2 separate regions of the Thunnus thynnus genome follow, and region 1 is linked to region 2. A link is a contact called in public Hi-C data. All regions are on one chromosome and are shown on one strand. Each heading gives the region's core, a stretch centred on a gene start, on an enhancer-like site or on the middle of the called end of the contact. The rest is flanking DNA. Distances are from core to core; before and after follow the strand shown.

Evidence for each region. A called contact is a pair of places that touch in the nucleus more often than the background predicts.
Region 1: a Hi-C map of heart shows a contact between it and region 2, with 5 times the contacts expected there. The contact joins the promoter of taf7 here to the promoter of tm9sf5 in region 2. A contact is called at or near these places in 3 of 3 Hi-C or Micro-C datasets (heart and muscle).

Annotation. Positions count from the first base shown.
Region 1 is chr9:21,084,606-21,091,587 of fThuThy2.1, reverse strand. taf7 (TAF7 RNA polymerase II, TATA box binding protein (TBP)-associated factor) reads right to left here and starts at 5,545. Exons shown (of 12, transcript XM_067599647.1): 1 at 5,335-5,545; 2 at 4,130-4,206; 3 at 3,957-4,035; 4 at 2,984-3,117; 5 at 2,652-2,772; 6 at 2,456-2,514; 7 at 1,918-1,990; 8 at 1,116-1,229. The coding sequence starts at 5,353. It overlaps slc9a6a (solute carrier family 9 member A6a), which reads left to right and starts at 6,570. Exons shown (of 16, transcript XM_067599646.1): 1 at 6,570-6,982. The coding sequence starts at 6,720.
Region 2 is chr9:20,938,286-20,944,971 of fThuThy2.1, reverse strand. tm9sf5 (transmembrane 9 superfamily protein member 5) reads left to right here and starts at 5,134. Exons shown (of 18, transcript XM_067599622.1): 1 at 5,134-5,445; 2 at 6,052-6,119; 3 at 6,229-6,322; 4 at 6,442-6,569. The coding sequence starts at 5,308. It overlaps rbmx (RNA binding motif protein X-linked), which reads right to left and starts at 3,416. Exons shown (of 10, transcript XM_067599626.1): 1 at 3,132-3,416; 2 at 2,904-3,030; 3 at 2,097-2,203; 4 at 1,827-1,992; 5 at 1,549-1,665; 6 at 1,139-1,256; 7 at 508-636; 8 at 330-421. The coding sequence starts at 3,012.

The DNA.
Region 1 (6,982 bases), core at 4,296-6,795, 150 kb before region 2:
TCGGTCAAAGAGTAACTGATGCTCAGGTGCTCTCTATTTCCATTTCATACTGCTGGGGTGGAGGCTATCGAGTAGCACGGGTGGTTTGCGTGTTTGAAATGAAGAAGGAAAAATGCTGTTGAGGTGAAGGCATAGTGCAACAAAGCAAAATGTCAAGTCAACCACAAAAGCTACCAGGGTCCAATCGCAGTCGTTACATCTTTTTCCCAGCAAAAGCAGATAGACCTTTATTACTCACAGATTTATAATTTCATTGTAGATTTGCATCAAAATTGACTTTTGTCAATTTGTAGAGTTTGACCAATAAATTGGGACATTGTAGCTTATCAGTATTAATGTATATGTTAGACAGTAAGTAACAAGATGGTGCAGTGCAGAAATGCCAAAGATATGTTTGAGGTAGGTGAAACAGGGTTCTCCACTCAACACTCAACGATGTGCAGCTGAATCAGGGACTTTTCTGAACAAGGACAGCAAAATTCAGGGGGAAAAAAGGATTGGAGCACACTGATTGATTTGCCTTTAGTAGTGCAAACAAAACAACCTTTCAACACTTTTTCTTTAAACTTACTGTAGCAACTGCAGCACTTTTAACTTCTTTAACTGAATGGGGGAACTGGCATACACCCTGACCTGACTGAGAAAGTTTTAAAATGGTGTTAAGAATCTGTTTTCTTAGTGCACAAAAACCGTCTGCCACCCTGCTAACAACGCCCATCACTTTAAGCTTCTTCTTCCTGATGATTCACTAGATATATAAGTCGGGCTGCGACTAATGATTACTTTCATTATCAATTAATTTGTTGATTATTTTTTCGATTAATCGATTATTTGTTTGTTCTAAATGTCAGAAAATGGTGAAAAATGGCGATCAAAGCCCAAGGTGCGACCTCAAATGTCTTGTTTTGTCCCAACCAACAGTCCACAAGCCAAAGATATTCAGTTTATCATCATAGAAGACTAAAGAAACCAGAAAATATTCACATTTAAGAAGCTGGAAGGAGAGAATTCTAGTATTTTTTCTTGAAAAAAGACTCAAAATGACTACATATTAAAATAGTTGATTACTGATCGACTAATTGACTAACCGTTGCAGCTCAATATGTTTCACTTACCAGAGGACCCATGGCCCATTTTGTGTCCTGAGGTGCCAGGTGATGAGTCCAGGTTGGCCAGAGAGCCATGCTGGTCGGCTTCCTTGGACTCATCCTCCGCTATTATTTCCCACCCTGACAATCATAGGTTAAGGTCAACATACCCTCAGTGCATTCCACTCAACCTTCAGAAGTGTTATGCTCAGAGACTCACGGTCTTTCAAATCTTTCACTTTCCATTTGAAGTAGACTTGAAGGGTAAAAACCTCATGATAATCCACAAGAACTGCCTTAACTTTAACATTCATTAGTGTGTCATGTGTGTGTCTGCTGCAGCATGCGATGCTAAAACTATAATTAGAAACTAGCTTCACTGTGACCAACTAAGCAATAATAATGAACGGTCCATCTCAATTAAAACACAGCAAGCAGCCACTCAAAGCCGCCCTGCTGTGCTCTTATTCTGTCAGGCAAGTTTAGACTTTCATTAGAGCACTAATAGACTTCTTGCAAAGTGCATCTCTCTCACAAAGGCATTAGACAGAGTCAAGTCAGGTGAGCTGGGCGGGAGTCAGGACACCTACTTGGGCCTTGGAATAACCTTTTTGATTGCTAGATGGGAGTGAGGTTATGTTTGCCCTCAAATCACTTAAAACGTCACATTACATGATGCACACTCCTTATCTGAGTTCAAAATATTTTTGCTGTTATATGAGATGCACAATAGTGTTGTTTTGCTTCTACTGGTTGCTTATGTGCTTCCTGCTTTTTAGGCTTTACAAGATGGACATACAAAATATCTGTAAATGTTTAAAAAGGATACGAACACTGACAGCGTCAGCGTCTGTGCTGAGCAATCTCTTCACCTCCTTTTCCACGTCAGGAGATTCAATGTACTGCAAGAAAGGAAAGAGAGATTGGGTTACACGTAGCGTTAGCGGCATCTATCTCGCTCTCTTCTTCCTCACAAACACACGCACACACACAAAGGCTGCTGGCCATATGCCAGGAGGCACATTAGCGATTAAAAACAGAAGCAGACAAATCAATATGGCTCAGCTCTGCACCGTCAGGAAGATTTATTCAAAAGACAAAGTAGAAGTGTAGTTCTCAAGCACACTCGCTTTCACTTTGATCAGAGCAATAGTGAAATTGCTTTTTTTGCAAGCCTTTGGGGCAAACTAAGATGGAAAGACTTTATTTATATGTAAATCTTAGTTTTCACTTTCACCAGAGTTTCTCTTTTATGAAATGTAAATGTCTTGTTGGAAGAAAGCCTGGGAAAGAGATGGATCATCAGACGGGATGCTAAAGAGACGGATGGGAGGGGAGAGCTGAGGGGCAAATGAAAATGTCAAAACCTTCTTTTTCGCAGTCTTCCGAAATCTTCTCTTGCGTGTGTTCTTCAGAGGGCAAGTGACTAGAGACAAAAAAAAAAAAAACAGGATTAGTGAAGTCAAAATGACTCAATCAGCTGCGGAGGGCATTGATGCTTCCTGAATTACTGATTTGCAAAGTTCTCAAAAAGCAGTTGTGTGTACACGTTTGCCTACTTACTGCCATGGTTCCAAATGAATTTCTTGTCCTTGTCTTTGTCCTTCTTCTTGCTCTTCGGGTCGGTGCCAGTGGGCTCCTCTAAAGGAGGGTAAAGGTCTCCATCTAGTGTACACACCAGCATCTAACCAACAGATGCAGAAATGAATGGTAAATGACACTGTATTCTACTGATTGATGTAGTAGCACTACTGTAACTAATATGAAAACACCATGACATGATCTAAGTTTTAAATGTTAATGTAAACATGTTAAAAGCATTCTAAACAAGCATTCTAGACAAACGTATCCAATGAAGAGTACGTCCTTAATTTCATGCTATATTGCTGTTCTACCTGGCAGACATCAGCAGTCTTGTAAAATGTCTTCTTGTCCACTGTTTTGAGAGACTCAATCATACAGGGCAGATCCACCAGTTTGCAGGCCAGAGGGACACGGTCCACTCTCACTATACCATGGCGACCATCAGCTACGAATAAGAGGGACGACATGATCGATTATTATGATATACTGTGTGTGAGAATGTGGTAACCACTGCCATTAAGACACTGCAGTCACTGTTAAGTTAAGACAAAGTGTGTGTAAACAATGAAATTGATAAACAGTAGATGTGTACCTATTTGTTATTCTTAAGACCTGCAAAACAGGTTCACAGTTTTTCAAGTCTGTCTTAAAACAACAGTCAGGTGTCTGTATAAACACTGAAAGAGGTGTTTCTTGCTGTAATAATTCCTCCTTTTCATATGGACTATTAAAATATCCCCTCCAAATGTGCTTACAATGTGTGTGGTCAAAATCCACAGCCCTCCTTTTGTGCAAAAATATCTTTAAAAGTTTATCTGAAGCTTATATGAGGCTTCATCAATCAGACAGTCAAATCAAGTGGATATCTTCCTGATTTTGTCTTATTAGTATAAAACCCCCTCTTTTCAATGTTCATTTGAGCACCTGACTATTGTTTTAAGACAGACTTGAAAAATTTTGAACCCATCCTTTAAGTTTTCCAGACTTAAAGGATGGCATAGCGTAAGGTTATTTTACGTATGATGATAGTGCTACAGTAAAATGCAGATACTGAATACGAGTGCACTTGAAGTAAAAAATTACAAAGAATGAGAAATGAATGTTTCACTCATACACATATGTATTTGCACATATTTACCATATGTATATTTCAGAATCTAGACTTAGTTCTTGACTGGATTTTTAATGGATAACCAGACAGTTTTATGTTTGAGCAATATCTAAGTCAAATAGGATAAATGTTGTCACACAGGTCAGACTATGGCCACTGATAAACCATCTTACGGTGCAACTCGATGGTGAGTCTATCTTTCATGTTCATACTGCTAGACTGGGCAATCCTTCTTACTGTTGAGGCGTACTCCTAAAAAAGAAAAACATGATCAATGTCATTTTCAGCAATTGGTCACAATGAATTTAATAGAGCAAAGTGTTTTCAGTGTGTAAAACACTCTCACCGTAGGCAGCCTCAGAATAAACTGACTCTCCAACTCATATGGAGCATCCTCCTTATTCTTAGAGCCAGTCTTCCCAACTAGAAACAAAAAGACATCACCAAAAATCAAAGAAATCAGTTTTACTGTTGCTGGCTATGTATTTATGCAAGTACAATATACAGTAAACAATCCACTAAGAACATACAGATAGATGTAATATACAGTGCCATATACAGTATCTGGCTTCTGTCTAGTATTAAAGAGGATACTCTTTTAGTTTTATGTTGAATAAACACAAGTAACTGCTTGGATGGTTTCATCACTCTGCCCTTGCTATTAGAGCTCCCACTTTTGGAATAGTCTTCAAAATTAAATTCATCTTCTCTGCCATCTTTTACTGCTTGTCTCATTTTTGTTTAATATCTTCTACCACATAACGAAGAAAACATTTATGCTACATGTATTCTCAATATCTTTTTTATTTTTACTTTGGAAACATATCTTCTTTTTTTTTTAGATGTAAATAAAGTCTACTGAACTATAGGAAGAGCAGAATATGAACGACTACAATAATTTATATGTTTAGACTATCACAAGAGCTATTTTATAATTATTCTCTTGATTCCTAGTGATAGATAACGTTGTCAGGCTGGGACCTGATCTCAGCCGTCATCATAGGTAAAACAACCAACAGTACTGTGACGTCTCTCAAAAGTATTAGCTCATACTGTTCAATAAAATAGCATAGTTTCAGGTGATCTATAATAAATATGATACAATTTATACATGAGGCTTGTTTTTGCCATTGCAGTAGAAGTGTGAGTCAGGTAGGATTAAGTAGATTAACTACGACTTACATCTAAAATGAAATCACATTAAATGCGACATTGTGCTACAGCCAACATTAACTGAATACAGCAAGTGACTTTTTTTTGCAAAAGTTCACAGTTCGTGTGACGGTGTGTGTAACTTAACGTTGATGCACCAAACACAACATTAATTAACCCTGGTGAAATAGCTGCTAAGTTATTACAGTTGCGAGCACTGTTCACACCGTGTGGCATCCATATGCTCGTAATCGTATTTAATTGCTATTATTACTATGTTCTTTTCCACACAAAAACACTAGGCAGACATATTGGTTATTGTTTACAAAAACAGAGGGAAAAACGTTGTTACCTAGCAAGCTAACGTTAGCTTAGCAATAGGAAAAGCTGCCAACGTACCTTTCAGTTTAGATGTCATTTTCGTTTTCGTAACTTGGACGTTGCCGTTGCATAAATGTGTTCAAATGGTAAAAAGAAGGAAAGACCTAAGACTTGAGAGGGAAAGACTGACTGTGCCGATTTCAACCAAAAATCGACACAGTTCAGAAACACAGAACAATCAGGTCTTGCTGCGACGTCTTGCTGCGTTCAAGTCCTCCTCGGAAATTTTGAATGTAACCCTTTTCGGCATCCAGGGCACACACTTATCACACGTTATTAAAAATCATACTTAAAACCACAATATGCTGTATGAAATAATCATAAACACAACATAAAACATGGAAACTCGTTTTTGTACGCTGGCTTTATGAAATGAAGGACCAGGATTAGTATATATAAATATATAAAATCAATATATAACTAAACCAATAATTTCCGATAAAAGGGAACGGCACATAAATTCCGCTCTTTTACTTTGTATCGCGAGACTTGTTAAAATTGATGACAGTCTCGAAAAAATAAAAACTCACACAAATACCACTTATGTTGCAAAATAATAAAATTATATCCAGCTGTTTTTGCATAGTAGCATTGCTGTCTTTTGTGAAGCGAAGCCAGCATCAGAGAAACCCCCCAGACATAATCGGAATTTTTTAATTAAAAAAAAAAATCAACTATATTAATCGTTAAATGGTTGTCTCATTTGACTCAAGTTTGTGCATATAAATTAATCAGATATACTGTTAAAATAATAGAAAAAAAATTAAACAGATAAACCGCAAGCCAAATTTTTCCCAGGATGGCGAAGTCATGACCCGCCCTACTCTACTTCTGATTGGCTAGTACTCATTGTCTTTGTTGGTTGGGTTGGTTAGGTTTGCACATGAGGAATGAAATTGGTTGGGATTAGGTAAGAATATCAGGGTCAGCCAATCAGAGGCAGAATAGGGGCGGGTCGTGACTTCGCCATCCTAGGAAAAGAAAATCTCTCGCTATCAGTCTCACTTCCTCTTCAGAATGATGACGAAAATCTGAGATTTCATAATAAAAGCTCCCAATTACAACTATTGTCTCATCAGCTATGAAAATATGTATATATTGTATATATCAAAACGTTTTGCTCATTCATAATTCACATTAGGGATTAATCAATTCGTGGCTCGAAATGGTCTCTATTTGAAATGATTCAAACTAGCATAATTTTCCTCTGGTGCTTTTATTTCGAAATAAACATTGTACACTTTCTGCGGGGGAAGAGACATTTCACTTCCGGGCCGGAATCGATTCCTCTGTTGCTGTCGTCTTTCTGCAGTCCACTCCCCCCACTTCGTGTAACATATTTGCACAAAGTCTGGGGTTTTATCCACGACGACATTGGCGCATTTGGCCGCCGAGCAGCTGAGATGGGCTCTAAACTCACTGTCAACAGCGCCTGGAGGGCGACGAGGACGCTGTGGCTGCTCGTGCTAGTGAGCCTGTCTGTGTGCGTCTGTGTTTGCCGAGCATCCTCACCTCAGGAGGACAGTGCCATGGAGAACATCGTTACAGAGAAGAAGGCTGAGGAGAGCCACAGGCAGGACAGCGCGGACCTGCTCATTTTCATCATGCTCCTAACTCTCACTATCCTGACCATCTGGCTGTTCAAACACCGGCGCTTCAGGTTTCT
Region 2 (6,686 bases), core at 3,885-6,384:
GCGGTAATATGGATTGTGATATGTGGGCTCAGCTTTCCAATATATTTCTGTTGTTCAGTTGAGATGCCAATACGTATACATTTCTAATAGATGGAAAAATTGCAACTTGGTTTGCAGGTCAGGGTTGCAGCAAATGGAATGACAAAAAGTTTAAGAGGCAGCCTGAAATGCCATTTCCTCTGGGTTAGGGGAAAAACTGCAGCTTCTTGTGACTGGAGGTTGCGGTAGTCAATGCTATGATTTAGTTGGTTGGTTGGTTATTTAATGCAGCTCTTCTTTGTGCCACAGTGGTTATCTGTCCTCATTATACTCATGTAGGCATATCTTACCGTAACCATCATATGAATCTCTGTAGGAGCCACCACTTGGACGGTCTATGTAGCTTCGTGGTTCCCGGCCTCCGCCGTAGCCATCGCGGTCACTACATAATAAGGACAGTTGTTACTTGGTGACCAGGTGAAATCAGATCCAAGTTTTTAAACCTTTTGTATCGATGCAAACTCCTACCTGTATCCCCTTGACATTGAGCCGTAGTCATCTCGAGAACTGGAATTTGAGTATTCTCGGTATGAATATTCTCTTGGAGGAGGTCCATAGTCCCGCGAATCTCTGGAGTTATAATCCCGACTGGAGTAGCTGTCAAAAATAGCACAATTAACCTCAGAGCTGCAAAAACAAAGTTACATGGGTCACATGAATTTAGTCAATTAATGTCTACTGTCCCTTGTGATTTTGAACATTTTTTTACAAAATAATTTGATCATTAAAGTCATTAAAATGAAACACTTATTGGTGGAGTTTATCTTCTCAGATATAGGACAGCTCAGACTCATGTAAAAATCCACCCTGTGCCTTCTCATATAAAGCAAGAGGACAACTGAGACATAAGCAAAATAAAGTTTGACTATGAAGAAAATATTTTACAAAGACAAAGTTAAGCCCTGTAAAAAGGTTGTACATACTTTACATATCCATTGTTGTAATTGTATTAAAGTTAAATGAACTTTTCTCACATAACCGCTGCAGACATTCAGCAGAACAAACTTTACAAATACTTTGTTTGTGGCTCAACTAATTGTATAAAAACTTGGTTGTTTTCACACCACTGTACAATGTAATTCAATATTGTAGATCCTACCTATCTTTTGATGAGTAATGGTCATCTCTTGGCGATGGATAATCATCCCTTCTGGACATCATGGAATCTCTGCGAGGAGGGGGTGGACCATACGGATCCCTGTCCCTTGACATGGGGGCTGGAACACAAAAGGTAATGGCAAACAGTCTTATTAATCTCCAAATAACCCTGAGATGAACACAGCCCATCTAATTGCATTTAGTTTAAGTTTAAGTCTGCACACCCCGCGTAACAAAGAAATAAATATAGAAACAAAATACAATCAACAACAATGAAAACATTTGATTCGACAACATTGTGCTGGAGGGGATTTCCAAGCAGGTAACCAGTGGGTATTGTGCCAGTACAATTTTGTTAAATTACTTGCATCTGAATTGAGATAAGTACCAACAGAATTCCCTCCCACTTACCTCTGCTCATGGGACCAGATGGTGCTGACCTCTTGGGTGGGGGACCTCCGTTACGGACTGGGGGTCCTCTCTTCATCGGAGGGGGACCTCTGGATGACATCCCTTTAAAGAAGGGTTCTACATTCCCTGAATTATCATAGTAGTCTTATAACAGACAAGAAATGCAAATATTAACACAATAAACTCAAAAGGATGTATTACAAAAAATACATTAAATTAATATATTTTACTATTACAATTTCACAAACTCAACTAAGCAAATAAGTTTGGTAATTTACCTCTGGATGGTGGGCCCCTCATACCACCAGGACCTCCCCTGGACCCACGGGGGCCTCTGGGTGGACCACGACTGCGGGAGTGCATGGGTGGTGGTCCTCGCCTACCAGCACTCTCAAACTGAGGTTTGGTAGCTTGCTCCACTTTGATAGGTTTACCATCAAGGGACTACAGTAGAAGAGGCACCGTTACAAATGCAAATTCAAGATGATTTTCTTTTTTTTTTTTTAAAGATCTTTTCTAAATTATGCCTGATTAAAGAGAGGACTTGCCTTTCCATTCATCTCACGTGCTGCATCCTTTGCATCAGCCGGACTTTCAAATGTCACAAAAGCGAAACCTCTTGATTTGTTTGTTTCACGGTCTTTCATCAGAAGAACTGAAATGAAGAAATATAGTGTAAGAACTGAAATACAGAGGAAAGAACAGATCATGAGCTTTGTGACTGATGGTTTTATCTATTTACAGAATTGCTTGACAAAAAGTATAAATATAGCTTCTTTTGCAACAATTTAAGCTGGAGAAAACAAAGTGTTCTTTTTGCTACTCCCATTTTACTACCTACAGCTGTGACTCACTGTTTTCGGTTTTAACCAATATGTACCCTTCATGGTTCAAAAGATATTCTTATTTCCTGCTGCTAGACACTAACTTACATTTTACGGCAAGTAAGGAGCAATAAGGCCAGCTCAAAATATGATTTACGTTACCGAACGTGAAAACAAATGGGGCCCATTTAAGTGAATGAAGACACAATGAATTACATTAATCGACCACAGAATCGTGCTGTTAGTTGACATTTCTTCAATGATTTGTTTGTTTTTTCAGTTTCACGTTTTAAAATACTCATATCAATTAACAATTCATTTCATTAACTGATAATTAGAAACTGAAGACACTGCTTGATACATATTTGATGTGCATCAATAGCACGGATCCGCACACAGTGATTTATGAAGTAACATTAACTGATAACGCATTTCTTTTCTTCTTAAATATCTGTTTTCTTATACATTGTATCCTCACTTAACCAAGATACGACCTGAAGTGAAAATGGCCAACAATGTTTCCATCCACACCTTCGACAATCCTGCCATATTTGCTGAAGTACTGCTCCAGGGCCTTCTCGGTGGTCTCGGTATTCAGCCCGCCGATGAAAAGCTTCCCTGGTCGGTCTGCTTCTGCCATGCTGCAAAAACGCCCCACCTGCAACAACAAGAAAAAAGGTCGTATGCAATATTAGAATATACATAATATTGGCGCTCATTTTGCTCTCGGTACTCAGACATTTCTGTGGTGATTATTACCTGCTGCTGGCGAAAGTCTTGGGCTGTTGAATGCGCAAAATGGCGTTAAACGTGCCAGCGGTTGTACCGTTAGCTAGTTACTTGACTAACGCTATTATTCCAGCTGTTAACGGGAGACTTAGCCTTTACACCCGTTAAAACGTAAAAAACAATACTACTGTTGTAGTTTGCATTAACACCGCTATGCCGCGGATGGGTGCAGCCGTAATAAACTCAACAACGGTTCCTATTCCCCTTCTTCTTTTCCTCGTCTTCTTCTTCTTCGTATTCTTCTTCTGCTTCTTCCTCTTCTTTTTTGTCTAATGGCGGGCTACAGACTAATGCGAAACGCGCATGTCGCCACCTACTGTACCGGAGTGTAACATCATCATGACTTCAAGAACTGTTTCTAGATGTTGTACCTGTTTCAAACGTATTCATTGATTTGATCAAATATATAACTGAACATAAGTTGTACATTTTGTTATAGTATCCCTGAGACTGCGGTTAATTTATTTTAGTATTGTTTTTGGATGACGTGTATTTTTTATCAACAACTATATTGATTGAAAATTGTTATCATTTTTTATTTGTACGGAAACATGTACTGTCTGGCATACTAAAAGATGACACTCATTAGAATTTGTATATCACTGATCTTTTAATTTTATTGGCCGACAATTTCATATTCATAAAGGCAAATTTACAGGTAAAAAGCTTCGTCAACACAAAAACTTCTTCACAAAGGAGGTCAAACACTACATTGACTCGATTCGTTTTTCTTCCTATATAAAGGCTGTAAAAACATTTTTTTTTTCTCTTTGTTTAAAATCTTTGTATGAATTTAAGTCCCCCTAACTCAGAGTTTTTTTCTTCTTCTGTAAATGTAATATATTACATTCATTGCTGTATATTTGAACAGGCTGTATAAACCGTGCATAACCACCTTCTGTATATAAAGTAACATGTCACTTTTTCTTATCATCCAATATTTATCTCAGCACTCCTCACGTCTTTGCACTATTTGTATCCTGCTTACAGTTCACAGAAACGGTTTCTGTTTACAGACATTCCTTATGTATATTTCTGAAGTTGTTGCGTTGTCTGTAAGTACACTGACAGCCACTAACCCAGAATCAAAAAAACTTTATGACGTATATTATACTGTAGAATAATTTTGAATAAAATTGGGTTTTTTTAATGTCAATAAAGAAAAAACCTACCTCTGTTTATCCGCCATCTACAGCAACCTTTCAATACTCCACTCCCATACAGACTAAACTAGGCACTCCTTCAACAGTTTCTTTGCATTTATCTGATTCTTCCTTGTTCAGCCTGTTGTATTTAGTCCTGTATGTTCTTATGACATCTTCCTGCTTATGTTATTGTACAGTCTTTAATAAACACAGTAAACTATATCCCAACATGAATTTAGGACAAGACGTAGTGGACGAAAATATGCAATTCTACCAACTTTCATGACAACAGCTGTTTGCTGCATCTTGTTTTTCTGGTTTGTCCAGCCGCCTCTTACAATAATCTCTTTTATCTAAAAATAGTTTCTCTTCGCATACTTTTATCTCTCATTTCGTGCACTGCCACCTTTTGACGAGCTATTCTTTTTATTACAAAACGTGTGTCTTACTAATGTGCGGTGCAAAACTCAACTATTTTATATGTATATATGTATATAAAGAAAACAAGGATCCATGGTGTAATGAGGTAGCCTATAGGCAACGTCAGTGTTACTTCGACGGCGTCAAGTCGGTCAGAACAGAATATGACATCCGATTTTTTTCTTTTCAAAATAAAATCACTGCAACTGTAAGTGTTGCTCAGTTTGAAAATGCAATAGTTTGTAACCGTTTTTGTTATACTAATGTATGCACGAGTATCATACAAAATATACAATGACTGTGTGTATATCTACACCAGCTATAAATGTATTTATTTTATATACTTAACACTACATATTTTCTATTGAAAGTCAAAACACTTGACTTCCGGTGAATATGTATCCGTTTCCGCATAGCTTGGCAGAGCTAGTTGCGACAGACAGGTCAGGCACTGCGTCTCGAGTTGAAAGAGCTAGCTAACCGTGCACAGCTAACGTCAAGAAACCGTTTCCCTCACAAGAAGGAGCACTCTCCTTTGACATAAGAAGACAAAATCTGCGATTAACCGTGTCCGCGATAAAATGAAGAGGCGGATACACTTTGGTTTTGTGCTGGTCTACTTGCTGGTCTCACATTTCTGTCCGTGCTCGTCGTTTTATCTTCCGGGTTTAGCCCCAGTGAGTTTCTGTGAAGATAACAAAGGTGGTGAAGATTGCCAGGTATGGTTAGTTAATAAAACTCACAGTTCCTCTGTAGTGTTGTAAATGTTCTGCCCAAAATGTAATTGGCATGTTATTTTGTTATACTCACTCTTGCTAGCTAGCCAGTACTCTCTTTAGGCCCCGGCTCCTCCATTGCCTGCAGCCGGAGGACTAGCATCATATTCTAGTGCTTGCTAAATGTAAATGCCCTCGTTGACAGGGGGCATATATATAAATATATATTCATTCTTACTGAGTTGTCGGGTTTTTTCACCAGCCTAGCACGATATTGTTAGCAAATTAACACTGATTCAAATAATGAAAGATGACAGATGACGCTAATAGCCATCACTGTAGTAAGCTTGACTGGCCGCCGCTCGGCTACGTGGTCCAGGTAAGTTTGGATCCACTCCTTCACCTTTGAGAGACAGATCATCAAATCTTCGGTTACAACTGAGTCATTTACTTCCTATTTATATTACATCAGTCGACACGAAACATGCACAACCTGTTAACTGCACAACTTCTGGCTGGTTGTAGCCCACAATTTGGGCTTGAAAGTCCGATTTGTTTTAATTTAGGCAGATATAGAATGACAGACAAATTATTTTTGCGTCTTTACAGACAGTGATCCAGCTGTTCGTCAATCGCTTGGATTCTGTGGAGTCAGTCCTGCCTTATGAGTATGACGTGTAAGTAACAATTAGTTTATGTCTGAAGTCAGTTGTTTAATGTCTGGATATATGTTGTCCAGCTCTAAATCATCCTTTCATTGTGTGTGACAATGTGAATTTGTTAAAGGTTCGACTTTTGCAAAGATGCAAAGGAAAAGAGGCCTTCTGAGAACCTTGGACAGGTGCTGTTTGGTGAACGAATTGAGTCTTCACCGTACAAGGTACTTGTAAATCTAAGTATGCATGGTGATTGTTCTGTTGCATATTTTAGATTCCATTTCAGCCCTCTATGTTGAATGTGCTCTATTAATGCAACACGCTTCTCATCTGCCTTTTATAGTTCAACTTCAAACAAGATGTGAAATGTCAGGCAGTATGCACAAAAACCTACAAGAAAGGCAACAAGGAGGATGCCACCAAACTGGATTTTCTTAAGATGGGAATGCAGCTGAACTACCAGCACCACTGGTTAGTAACAAATATACTGCTCTGTACTGTAATTATTCATTAGTGAGTTATTTTTAGCCTGGAGCCGTTGAGTGAAAGATAGATGGAAGTAGCAGGGAAGACTTGTTAGCAAGCAGG